Regions from separate parts of the Danio rerio genome. Here regions 1 and 2 are each linked to region 3. The links are chromatin contacts, called in public Hi-C maps. All regions are on one chromosome and are shown on one strand. The core of a region is the stretch at or near the end of the contact, and the rest is flanking DNA. Distances in the headings are between cores, read along the strand shown. Region 1 holds the start of rbfox3a (RNA binding fox-1 homolog 3a). Region 2 has its middle 38 kb from the start of c1qtnf1. Region 3 overlaps rbfox3a (RNA binding fox-1 homolog 3a).

Evidence for each region. Hi-C and Micro-C count contacts between places; a contact is called where the count stands out from the background.
Region 1: a Hi-C map of embryo shows a contact between it and region 3, with 2.4 times the contacts expected there. The contact joins the promoter of rbfox3a here to the enhancer-like site in region 3. A contact is called at or near these places in 3 of 18 Hi-C or Micro-C datasets (caudal fin, embryo and skeletal muscle) and 1 of 4 datasets of contacts at active chromatin or transcription factors (caudal fin).
Region 2: a Hi-C map of embryo shows a contact between it and region 3, with 3 times the contacts expected there. The contact joins two enhancer-like sites. A contact is called at or near these places in 6 of 18 Hi-C or Micro-C datasets (caudal fin, embryo, hematopoietic stem cells and 1 more) and 1 of 4 datasets of contacts at active chromatin or transcription factors (caudal fin).

The regions. Positions count from the first base shown.
Region 1 is chr12:34,326,490-34,330,121 of GRCz12tu, forward strand. rbfox3a (RNA binding fox-1 homolog 3a) reads left to right here and starts at 1,605. Exons shown (of 19, transcript XM_073918641.1): 1 at 1,605-1,692. It also overlaps a transcript of enpp7.2 not described here.
Region 2 is chr12:35,184,932-35,188,801 of GRCz12tu, forward strand. No RefSeq gene overlaps it. Among named protein-coding and RNA genes, the nearest start is that of c1qtnf1, 38 kb to the right of the region's middle. Within about 2 kb of position 2,055, at least 4 of the 62 cell types and tissues checked have an H3K27ac peak or open chromatin away from gene starts, as enhancers often do.
Region 3 is chr12:34,692,236-34,695,614 of GRCz12tu, forward strand. All of the region lies in intron 7 of rbfox3a (RNA binding fox-1 homolog 3a), which reads left to right. Among named protein-coding and RNA genes, the nearest start is that of rbfox3a, 370 kb to the left of the region's middle. Within about 2 kb of position 1,361, at least 5 of the 62 cell types and tissues checked have an H3K27ac peak or open chromatin away from gene starts, as enhancers often do.

The DNA.
Region 1 (3,632 bases), core at 355-2,854, 370 kb before region 3:
TAGTTCAAAAAATATACCAAACTATATTAGATTAAAGTTGCCATGGGTAATTTCATAATTTATTTCATAATATTTAGAAGTAAATAGCAATAAAACAAAAACATTTATATTTATAACACAGTGGAGTTCAATGCTGAGAACACTAGAGCAGAATCTGCCTTTGACTTGATTTTCTTACCAAAGTCTCTGCACTGTCGGGTGACAGTATGTATTTTTAAAAAAATCTGAATAACTTCCACAATTAAATTGAAATATTTTATTTTAGTTAGCTTTTAACAATAAAACAAAGGGTTACATTAAATTTAAATTGAAAATCTGGAAACATACCAATAGGGTACGACAAGGCTGTGTCAGCTCACATATTCTTTTTATAGCTTTTTACAAATGAATGTTCAAGTAAGCATTCACAGAATTTTATTTTAAATATACAGCCATACTGATTTATTTAGAGAATAATTATATAAGTGTTATCTACCAGTCAGAAATTAGCCAGTTTATCGATTGGTGTGATAAAAATAGGCTAAAAATAAATACTAAGAAAACAGAAGAGATGGTATTTGAACCAAAGCGTAGGCTATATTGTAGGTGACCATTGTCAAGTGGTTGTACACGACCATCCTATTACTCAGTCAGAGACCTATAAGTACTTGGGCATTTACAGTACATTGACAGTTATTTTAACATGGAAAACACATAGAGTGAGTTTGCTCTCGTTTACACCGGAGATTGTATTTTTTACGGAGGTCACGACTTTTTGGAGAAGAAGAAGCTTATGATGTTGTTTTATAAAGCTGTTCTTGAAAGCATGGTTAGATATGGTACAGTGTGATTTGGCAACCTATCTGTAAAAAGTGTAAATCTAAGTCTCTTAAAGACAGGATGGAAAATAGTTGGGCACGATGAATATTTTAATCCTCAAGATTTATATGAGAATTGTGTCCTCAATCAGGTGGAAAGGATTCTGAATGATCCCACTCATTTTTTGTTTCCACATTATGAATTGCTTTTCTCTGAGAGTCCCTAAGTGTAGGTTGAACCGATAAATAATCCTCTGTACCAGTTTCAGTGGGTTTACTTAACAAGAGCTTATCTTAATTAACATTGTAATTATTGTAACTATTGTATTGTGTATTGTTTTTTATTGTTTGTGTTTTTGGAATGTCTGCATCAATATGGTGATGTCCAATAAAATATTTTTGTCAAAGACAATAAAGTTTTACTACTACTTACTACTTCCTCTCTTCTCAGATGGGATATTGGGCTGAATCAAAGCTTTCCATGCACCAACTTCAGCCCCTCTAGCCCTAGTTTGGGCATCACTGTTCTAGATACACCAACTGTAATTTCATCCTTATCTTCTTTGCTTTTGTAGGCTTTAAAGAAATAAAACCAGAAAAAAAGATCTATTAAAACTTTAATGTATAAAAAACAGAAGACACAAAATTTAGTTGTATTAGGGTCCGTGTAGGTCCGGACCTATTAGCCCCACCCACAATGGTCTTCGAAATCCAATGTAGAGAATCCAGGAGCTGATTTTAGATTGTCATGTTTAATAACCAATCCGATTGCTTTTTGTAAATATGGGTGTGGCCTTTCATAGTTTCGCGGTACTGCTTCCGACAGGCCCTCCTGATTTGCACCTGCCGAGCTAGTGTTGTTCCCATTCTGACAAACTTCCGGTGACCTGTTATTGTAAGTTTTCTTCCATTTTACACGGTTCCATTTACAGCATCGATGTTGTAATGTCATTAAAATACAATTAGTTAAACAGACTTGGCATTTATTTAGTTGCTCAAGCGTAAAACGAGAAAAATAAGCCGTTTACTTGCACGCGCGTCAGAATCGGTAGGCTAGCGCAGAAGCTCAATTGAATATACTGGGGTAAATAAATGCTCATATTATGAAGACATAGCGGGCAAAATGTAATTTAATGCAGTGCTTCTTGTACATTCTGAGTGAAGATTGCTGATTTTCAAAGAAAACAGACCTTAAACGCGCCGATTTTACGATGGCATTTGGTTCACCGGAAGCGCTTAACCAGGTTACTGGCAAATTAAAAGTCTTATTACTATACTTCGGCATATACCCTATTGACGAATAAATGAGCTTAAGTCAAGGCTGTTTTTTTTCTCATATTATTTACAGTTTACAGTAAATATTTACTGATAGTAACAAATAGTAGGCCTAAGTATTTTCGGGAATTGTCTAATTTGTCTATCACTTACAATAATAAATTTGTCGAAGTATAAGGTAACCCGTGGTGTAAATTATATGGTTTGGTGGGTTGCGTAAGTTTTTTTTCAAACTGTCATAGTCACATTGAATTGAATATGGTTTAACCCACGTCGCTGGATTTTATGTATATAAAACGCCTTTTAGCAGGTTTTGACCTTTACTTAAGATGTGAAAATGTACTGCCTACCTCTGTCTAGAAATTCTAGACATAATAATAAATTCTTTTTTTTTATATAAATCAGCTGCTACTGTAATTAAAAACCTGTGTTTGCTCAACCTAAATCATAATTGTATTAGTGTAAGCGACAAGCTTGTAACGTTTAAAAGCCTTATGAAATCCCAAATGAGTATTATTTTATTTATTTGTACCTTGTTTTACCAAGAAGTATTTATTAAAAATCACTTTTGAATGAGATGAATTCAATAAACTTGCAGGTTTATTGTTAAAAAAGAGAGCAATAGATGCTGTAAATCTTACACAATGTTTTGAACATCATTGCATGGCATGCACAACCTCTTACTTTCTATGTGCTTGTGTTATTGGTAATTTCATGGTCTTGACCCAGGCTTTTAATAACTGAAACCCATGTGCTTGTTTTATATTACGACCTCCATGTGACATACGTTCATGACCCCAAAACTCATCTCATTTCATAATGCAGTTTATGATGCACTTTCCCAGCCCCCGCCTACCTGCTTGCTACATGTCAAATGTTAGCTGTTTGAGGGCATGGTAATGTATTATGATGACTATTGGAAACAACTGGTGGTAAATGGCAAGGACCATTTAGATCTATGCCAGTGATTACAACCTAACGTAAGCTTTCGAAAGTGATGCATGTGTTTCATAGCAGTTATGGGGGTGTTCAATCATGCCAGACATTCTCTACTGATCTCTTTGTGTTTCTGTTGGAGCTTTTGGTACGGTAACCACACATATTGATCTGTCTTTTAGTCCATATAATGTAAATAAATTGAAAGCATACAACAGTTACTGTGGTAGGTTTGTTAAAGGGACAGGTCACCCCAAAATGAAAATTGTCAACAGTTACTCACCCTCATGTTGTTCCAATCTCTCAGGACCTTAGTTCAACTTCAGAATGCAGATAAAAATATTTTGTCAGATAGCTCCCTGATCCTACATACAAGTAATTTGAGACAAAATTCAACCTTGCCATGCAAACAAATTGGAAAAAACCTTTAAAAGTTGTTTGTATAGGTTTATATTTTACAGTACTATAAAGACACTTAAAATGTCTCTGTCAATGTTTACTTTTCTTTAATTGATTTACCAACGTAGCACAAGTGGCAATATAATTTTTGTTGCATCTGTAACAGAGAAATTTTTCATTCTGAAGTATTTCCTCATAAATGCAAAATAATAAAATTATAATAAA
Region 2 (3,870 bases), core at 805-3,304, 490 kb after region 3:
TATGTAGGTGAATCAAACACAAATATGGTCATTTTTTACTTCAAATTCAAGTGGGAAAATGGAAATTACATTTTGAATGCAGAAATGTGAATAGTGTTTACATCATTTTGGATTTTTTTTCACAATAATGGCGGGTTTCATTATTAATCAGTTTGGATTTTTTATTGATTGATTTATTTTGTAATTATCCCTAATTCTCAGTGGTGTTTTTTGGCACACTAATACGTTTTGTTTTAATTACCATAAATTAAAGAAATTATAAATGCAGGAATTACTTCAAATAATTTTTATTTATTTTTTTGCATTCATTTTTAATAATAAACATTTTTTCATTTATTCATTAATTGTAACACTTCAGAGAGTCGTTTCAAAGATGGCCGCAGAGTGAAATGACTTGCCTGAGTTTTACTCAGCGGATGCCCTTCCAGCTACAACCCAGTACTGGGAAACACAACCCAGGCTCATTCCGATTACTAACCCCTTTACATTTCTGGAGAGAGAAAAATACATGTTTTTTGCAATTTTTGTTTTCATGAATCCACCAGAGGCTGCTGTGTATGCTTTTTCAGATCTCAGTTTTCTACCCCCACCATCCCCCTTCACTAAACCCAACCAATACTGTTTTAAAAAGCAATCCAGATAAAGAAAAGCCCCCTGATTTTTACCACATTTTCAGATATACCACATTCTCACCCTGTTATGTAGTTGTTTATTTTATTTTTTAGCTTCTGTTTTTGTCTTACCTGCTTTCTGCTTCACCGGACTCAAACCTCGATATCGTGGTCAACTCTGCGTCAAAAGTCCACTGGACAAACTCCTAACAGTGGAAAAGTCATACATACGGAGGTAAGCGGTCAGCTAGGAAAGAAACGCTGCCATACCGGCACATAGCGTTTGTTTTAAAGATGGAATGCAGCAGGATGAAATGCAATATTTTTAGAATGAGCCTATGTTGGGGAAACACCCATACTGTGCAATCTTGCATTCACACACACACACTCATACACGATGGCTCATTTTGGTTTACCAAATTCACCTATTTACCTTAATCTTCACGTTTGAGCGGGTGCAGCCATTTAAATGTTTTTGACTCGAGACTTCCGGTCTCATTAACTTTTATTCATTTTTAGAGTTAAAAACAGCTCGTTCTGCTGCTTGTTGTTGCAAACAAATTTTTTTTTATTTTATTATTCTACTTTTTATGTATAGTAATGAACACATTTGTTTGTAGACCGAGTAGTTTGAGTGTTTTCTGGCGTTTATTATTTCTAGTCATTTCTCCCGTAGGCAACAGAATCAGAAGTTCTAAAACAATCGCAAAAACGTGCAAACTTCCTTGTTGGAGAATAAGGTCAATAGTGCATGTCTTTGGTCTGAGGGGGAAACTGGAGCACCCAAAGGAAACCCACGCAAACATGGGGAGAGCATGCAAACTCCACACAGAAATGCCAACTGGTCCCGCGGCAGTTCTTGCTGTGATGTGACAGTGCTAACCACTGAGCCATCGTGCCGCTAGTTAGTAGTTTATTGCTAAAAGTCTTAGATAATGGTTTGCCAATAGCATGAATTGTACATTAAAATCAAGTGTGACTGAATTAATTTTTTTAAAAGTTACCAGTCAACTGTGAGCAGCACTGTTTTATCTACTTACCAGTGCTGCTTTTTATTCTCATTTGGCACTTGCTGGATGTTAATTTTAGCCCTTGCCTGGACATGTTCCTGACCATATGCAGTCCTTATTGTATAGTCCACAAACACAAACACTGATTATCCAACTCCTGAGCTGTTATATTTTGAGCTAGACTGAATGCAAAACAAATATTCATCAAGCGCCTTTTTCATGCCACACAAACAGCAGATATCAATACTGCACATCGGCCAAAAGTTTGAAAACCCAGCTGCCGTACGGTCTAAGAGAGCGCAGGCTTGAGTAATCCACTCAGCATGCTGACTCAGTTGCTCTCTTGTTAATTAATGAAATTGCTTGAACGGTTTCAGGTTGGTGACTCATTGGACTGGTACAGTCATTGATATCTTCCTGTAGAGCGTGGGCGTCAGGCAATGTGCAGAGCCATAGCACAGGATTGAGTGCTGAGCGCATGTGCTCGCATGGCGTGTTTATCCACTTCATTATTTAGTGTTAATTAAGTTGGAAGCCTTCACCAGTAAGGCAGAACAGTAGCATCTGCTGCGGGACAGAGAAAAAGAGGGGCGGACGAGCCTCCGAATTTGAGGCGAGGGGGCCTTTTTTCACAACCGAGAGGAACGGAAACGAGCGCCAACACGATAAGTCTTTAGTGGACCAATTAATGAACTATGTAAGGTGGGGAGGGGCCGGTGGGACAGGACAAAGCGCTGGCATCTGGGTGGGAAGCACATTACAAGAGCCTATTCTGCTGTTTGAACACCCATAAAAGGTGCATTAAAAAAAGGGAGGCCCTTTTTAACACTTCCCGGTTGTGTACTAGCCATCCCTCCGCACATGGGCATGACCATAGAGCAAAAAGCCTCCAATAAAGGTTTAATGGTCCTATAGTCACAGGACGGTCGCCTCGTGCTCCCCAAAGTCCCTGGACTCTAATCGCGCGCAATTAAAAGAGAATCGTGCGGGCAGGAAAACCGGCCAAATGCACCTTGGAGAGATCTTGTCAAGAGACAGAGGGGACCTCTAATGGCTTTTTAATGTAAATATTTGTTGACTTCAGCAACAGGCCTGTGGTATGTTAAAATCAGATTGAGGGAACCAGAGGAGTTCTTTCCTTTGCCAAATGTAATTATTTCCAGTGGCGAAAAAGTTTTCTCTCTGTAGAAGTGCCCTCAAAGGAGCAGCTGTTAACGTTTATTTGTGCTGAAAGGAGAGAGTGCATCTCTCCACTTTGAATCGGGGTGCAACCATAAGAAAGGTCAAGGGTCACTTTGGTCCGCAATCTTTCCTTATTTACTCTCTGTCTCTCTCTTGCCTACTTCTACCCTCCCTGTCCTGTCGGCAGAGATTGGCCGTGCATGAAGGTTCATCTGACAACTTCTGCGCAGGGAGGCCACGAGTAGCAACAATGCCGTCAGTTCCCACAAAACAAGCAAATTAGCATTACAAATCTGCCTGAATAACTGAAATGAAAATCAGTGGGAGAGTACATAAATAGCAGGTTACATCCTGACCACCTACGTAACCTGTGAAAGATTTCTGGACTTTAGCAAACAAATGGTCCAGCCCTCAGAATGCAAACATTTAGACTACGTCTTTGATAGTTCACATATTAAGACAGGGCCGGAGTGGGACTTCTTTTCAGCCCTGGAGTTTCAAGCCTCAGACTGGCCCACCTCAGATCACGACTGACTATATTAAAATAAGGTCATTTCCAATTCAGTTTCTAATTACACCATTAAGTCTTTTTTTGAGAAAACAGCTGCTTTAGAACTTCAAATGTTCAACAACCCAAACGGTATTATATGTCTCAACAATAAAAATGAAAATAATAACATACTCAGATGAGGATCAAACCCAGATCGGCGACGTTGTAATCTAACATGCTAACCACTGGACCGCAAAGGTTGTACAATGAAAGGTGACTTATATCATTATTAACCTGCAGACTGGTAATATATAAAAAGAGCAGAGCTGCGGTAAAATAATGAATAAGAAGACTGTGGTCAAGTAAATAAATTAATTCATTTAAAAAGTGTGACTGCTGAGAGCAACAGATTCTGGAGCTAGGGACACCGGCCCTCGCGGCCAAAAAACGGACCGGCCCACCGGGAATTCTCCCGATCCTCCCGATTAGCCAATCCGGGCCTGTATTAAGATGTTGACTGTTTTTATTAGCGTTCCTTATGCAATGTGGAGGAGAGATTTCCCTCATCCTATCCTGC
Region 3 (3,379 bases), core at 111-2,610:
ATTATTTAATAAGTAACTTAAAATATTATTTTGATATTTAGATCAATTTTTTTGTTGTTTGTTTGTTTGTTTGTTTCCTTTTGAATCTGCATTTATGTTTTTCATCATGTTTTTTTCTTTTTTTTTTTTTTTTACCCTGGCTTTGTTGTGTGTGTAATCAGCAGAAATTGATTCTGAGGTAAAGTTTCCTCTCCACCCTCAAGTACCAATAATAAAAGGAAAATGTTGCACCGCCGCGATGCCATTAGAATCTGTGTGTATGGATTACTTGATATTTGACTCTCTACCACGACAAGTCCCTTGGCACTTTTATCACAAATACCACAGCAACCACAGCAGCCACTTTTGATTGCACTAGTACACTGAGAATATCAATGTCGGAGCCAGAAAGGTCTAAGAACAAGAAATAATAATAAATCATTTTATCACAAGCAGTTTTGCTTGCAACTGCTTGCAGCATTCTCAACTTCTTCTTGTGTAACTTTAGTTCTTGATAATCCAACCTTCTTCTCCACTGAGACCCCAGAATGGCTTTTTAGCCCTTTTTTGTGCACGGCAGACTTTACTGGAAACATCATATAATGAAGAAACAAATGGAGTCTGACTGGGCATTAACACCAATAAGGATCAAGCAGCCTGCTATCGTGCTCTCCTTAAGACACTCTCAATTAAAGAGACTGAATATCAAAGGCCTTTGCAATCTATGCACAGAAGACTATGTAATTATCCTTTTGTGTTAATGATATTATCCTAATAAAGTCTTGATTAGGTTTGCCACATTACCTTTGTGGCACCGTCTTGATATGAAGGATTAAGGCGTTTGGGTTTGTGCGTAATCCGGCTGATAAGGAGAAACACGGAAGCTGTGACAGATAATCAAAGCACATTTGCTTCCCACAGGAGAGCAGATCTCTGACTAGGCTGTGAAAGCGATAGGGCCTGTCAGAGCTGACCACGATCGCTGTAACCAATGAGAAACACCCGTTCGCTGCTTTCAAATGCCTCTTTGTTGTCCTCTTTGAGCGCTAGTTCGAATTAGTGGGTAGATTTATGTGCAGTTTTGCCTACAGTGTGTGTTCATGCATTCTAATGCTAACACATTTGCACATCTACATACATTTGAATCGACATGTTTGTTTATATGTTAAAAAGGGGTTTTATGTTTTCTCTGTCAGCTCGGTGATTAGATTATGAAAGCAGTGAGGGGATAAAACGCATATTTATGGAAATAAGCAACAGAAAGCAGACTGCTGAGGAAGAAATCCAGAGTGTTCCAGGTCATCCGGCCCTTGGCAGGGGGTTTTGGTAGGAGCAGATGTAAGGAGACACTCACGCGCTAGCGGACATATGGCCCTGTACCACAGCCCATGCCAGCACAAGGAGGCTGGTTTACAAAGCTGATGCGAGAAGGGCGGCCTGGTCAGACTTCCTTTCCATGGGCCGGGCAGGCAGCCAATGGACTTGGAGCCGGAAGAGCTTAAAGCTTGGTCTGCGCCAGCGGATATGGCCGGGCCACAGCTTTACCTCAGCCCTGGTTATAGTTTCCATCTCAGTGGTCTAGGAATGTCCTCCTCGTGCCCAGCAGGGCACAGTCAACCCGGGCAGGGTTCATGACACAAGAATAGAATTTTTAGCAGGGTCACTTCAGGAAACAAACCCGTGGCTTCGTTTGTCGCTGTGAGTGTTGCCATTTAAAGAGCCTGTTTGGACTGAACCATCTGTGACGGAAAATTCAGCTAAATTCTGATTTGCTTTATAATTCTGACCGCATTTATAATTCATGAATTTGATTTAGAATTTAGCACAATTCAGGCTCACTTTCAATTCATGCTATTTGCATGTATTCATTAAGCAGATACTTTTATCTAAAGCGATTTACAAGTGAGGATAAAAGAAGCACTTTAAGTCATCTGAGAGCAGCAGCATGTAAATTATAGTACAAGTCTAAGTTAGTATAGTTTTTTTCAATCAGAGAGGAGAGAGTGTGTCCTACAGGTGGTTTGTCAAATCCACTTACCTGTGTGGAGCACACTCAGAATTGCACAATTTTTTTCAAGAAACTTGGGGCTCTAATACAAGGCTGTCTGGTGCGTATGGAAAGGAAAAGAGTGTCACCTACAGAGGTGGGTAGAGTATCCAAAATCTATATTTAAGTACTTGCAAAAATTTTTACTCAAGTAAAAGTACAAGTAAAAGTCTTAAAAGTTACTTTAAAAGTAAGAGTAAAAAAAAGTATCTGATGAAAAAAAAAATCTCTAGTAAATAATTACTAGTACTATTTACAGTTGAAGTAATTATTAGCCCCCCTGAATTATTACACTCCCTGTTTATTTCCAATTTCTGTTTAACGGAGTGATTTTTTGCAACACATATCTAAACTTTTTAGTTTTAATAACTCATTTCTAATAACTTTTTATCTTTTGATTTTTTTATTTATTTTTCCTAGCCATGATGACAGTTCATAGTATTTGACTAGATATTTTTCAAAACACTTCTATACAGCTTAAAGTGACATTTAACTTAACTAGGTTAATTAGGTTAACTAGGCAGATTAGGATAATTAGGCAAGTTACTGTGAAAATTTCTTTGCCCTGTTACACATCATTTGGGAAATATTTAAAAAGAAAAAAAATTATAATAAATAAATAAATAAATAAATTATATATATATATATATATATATATATATATATATATATATATATATATATATATATATATATATATATATATATATATATAAACCCCATTTTATGTTAAAAAATAATGTTTAAATGTTTTTTTTTTATACTTAACAGTGTGAATTGGTTATATGTGTAGGGCTAATCAGTTATTCCAATAAACATCAGTTACTTTAGTTATCCCATAGTTACCATTGAAAAGGTATAAATTGGAATAATTTTGACACTTACCAATACGTGTTTTTTTTTAGTTTTTTTTTTTTTAGGTTGAAGCTGTAATTTATGTGTATGTTGCAATGTCTGTTCGATATACTTAGTGCATTGCATTATTTAACTATTGTTGTTGACATCTTAGAGTGAAAACATACACTGAATTTGAGGCTGCAGGTGACCTGGCCCCATAAACTCACTACACAGACTGCATGACCGTCCTTCTAGGAACCATGGCATGACTGCAGTATAAACTTGCACGTCTTCAGCCATCATTCCAACATTGGTTTTCGAAACACAACCTCTCCAATGCGGCGCCATAACCATGGAGTGTTGATAAGAAAGTGTCTGGTGCATATGGAGAGGAGAGAATCCTAAAATTACCTATTACAATGACAGTCAAATAAGTGTATTATACTGCAATATTAACATCCATCCATTCACATTTGAATCTGAATGTACTTCCTGGCCATTATAGTGAGTTCTACT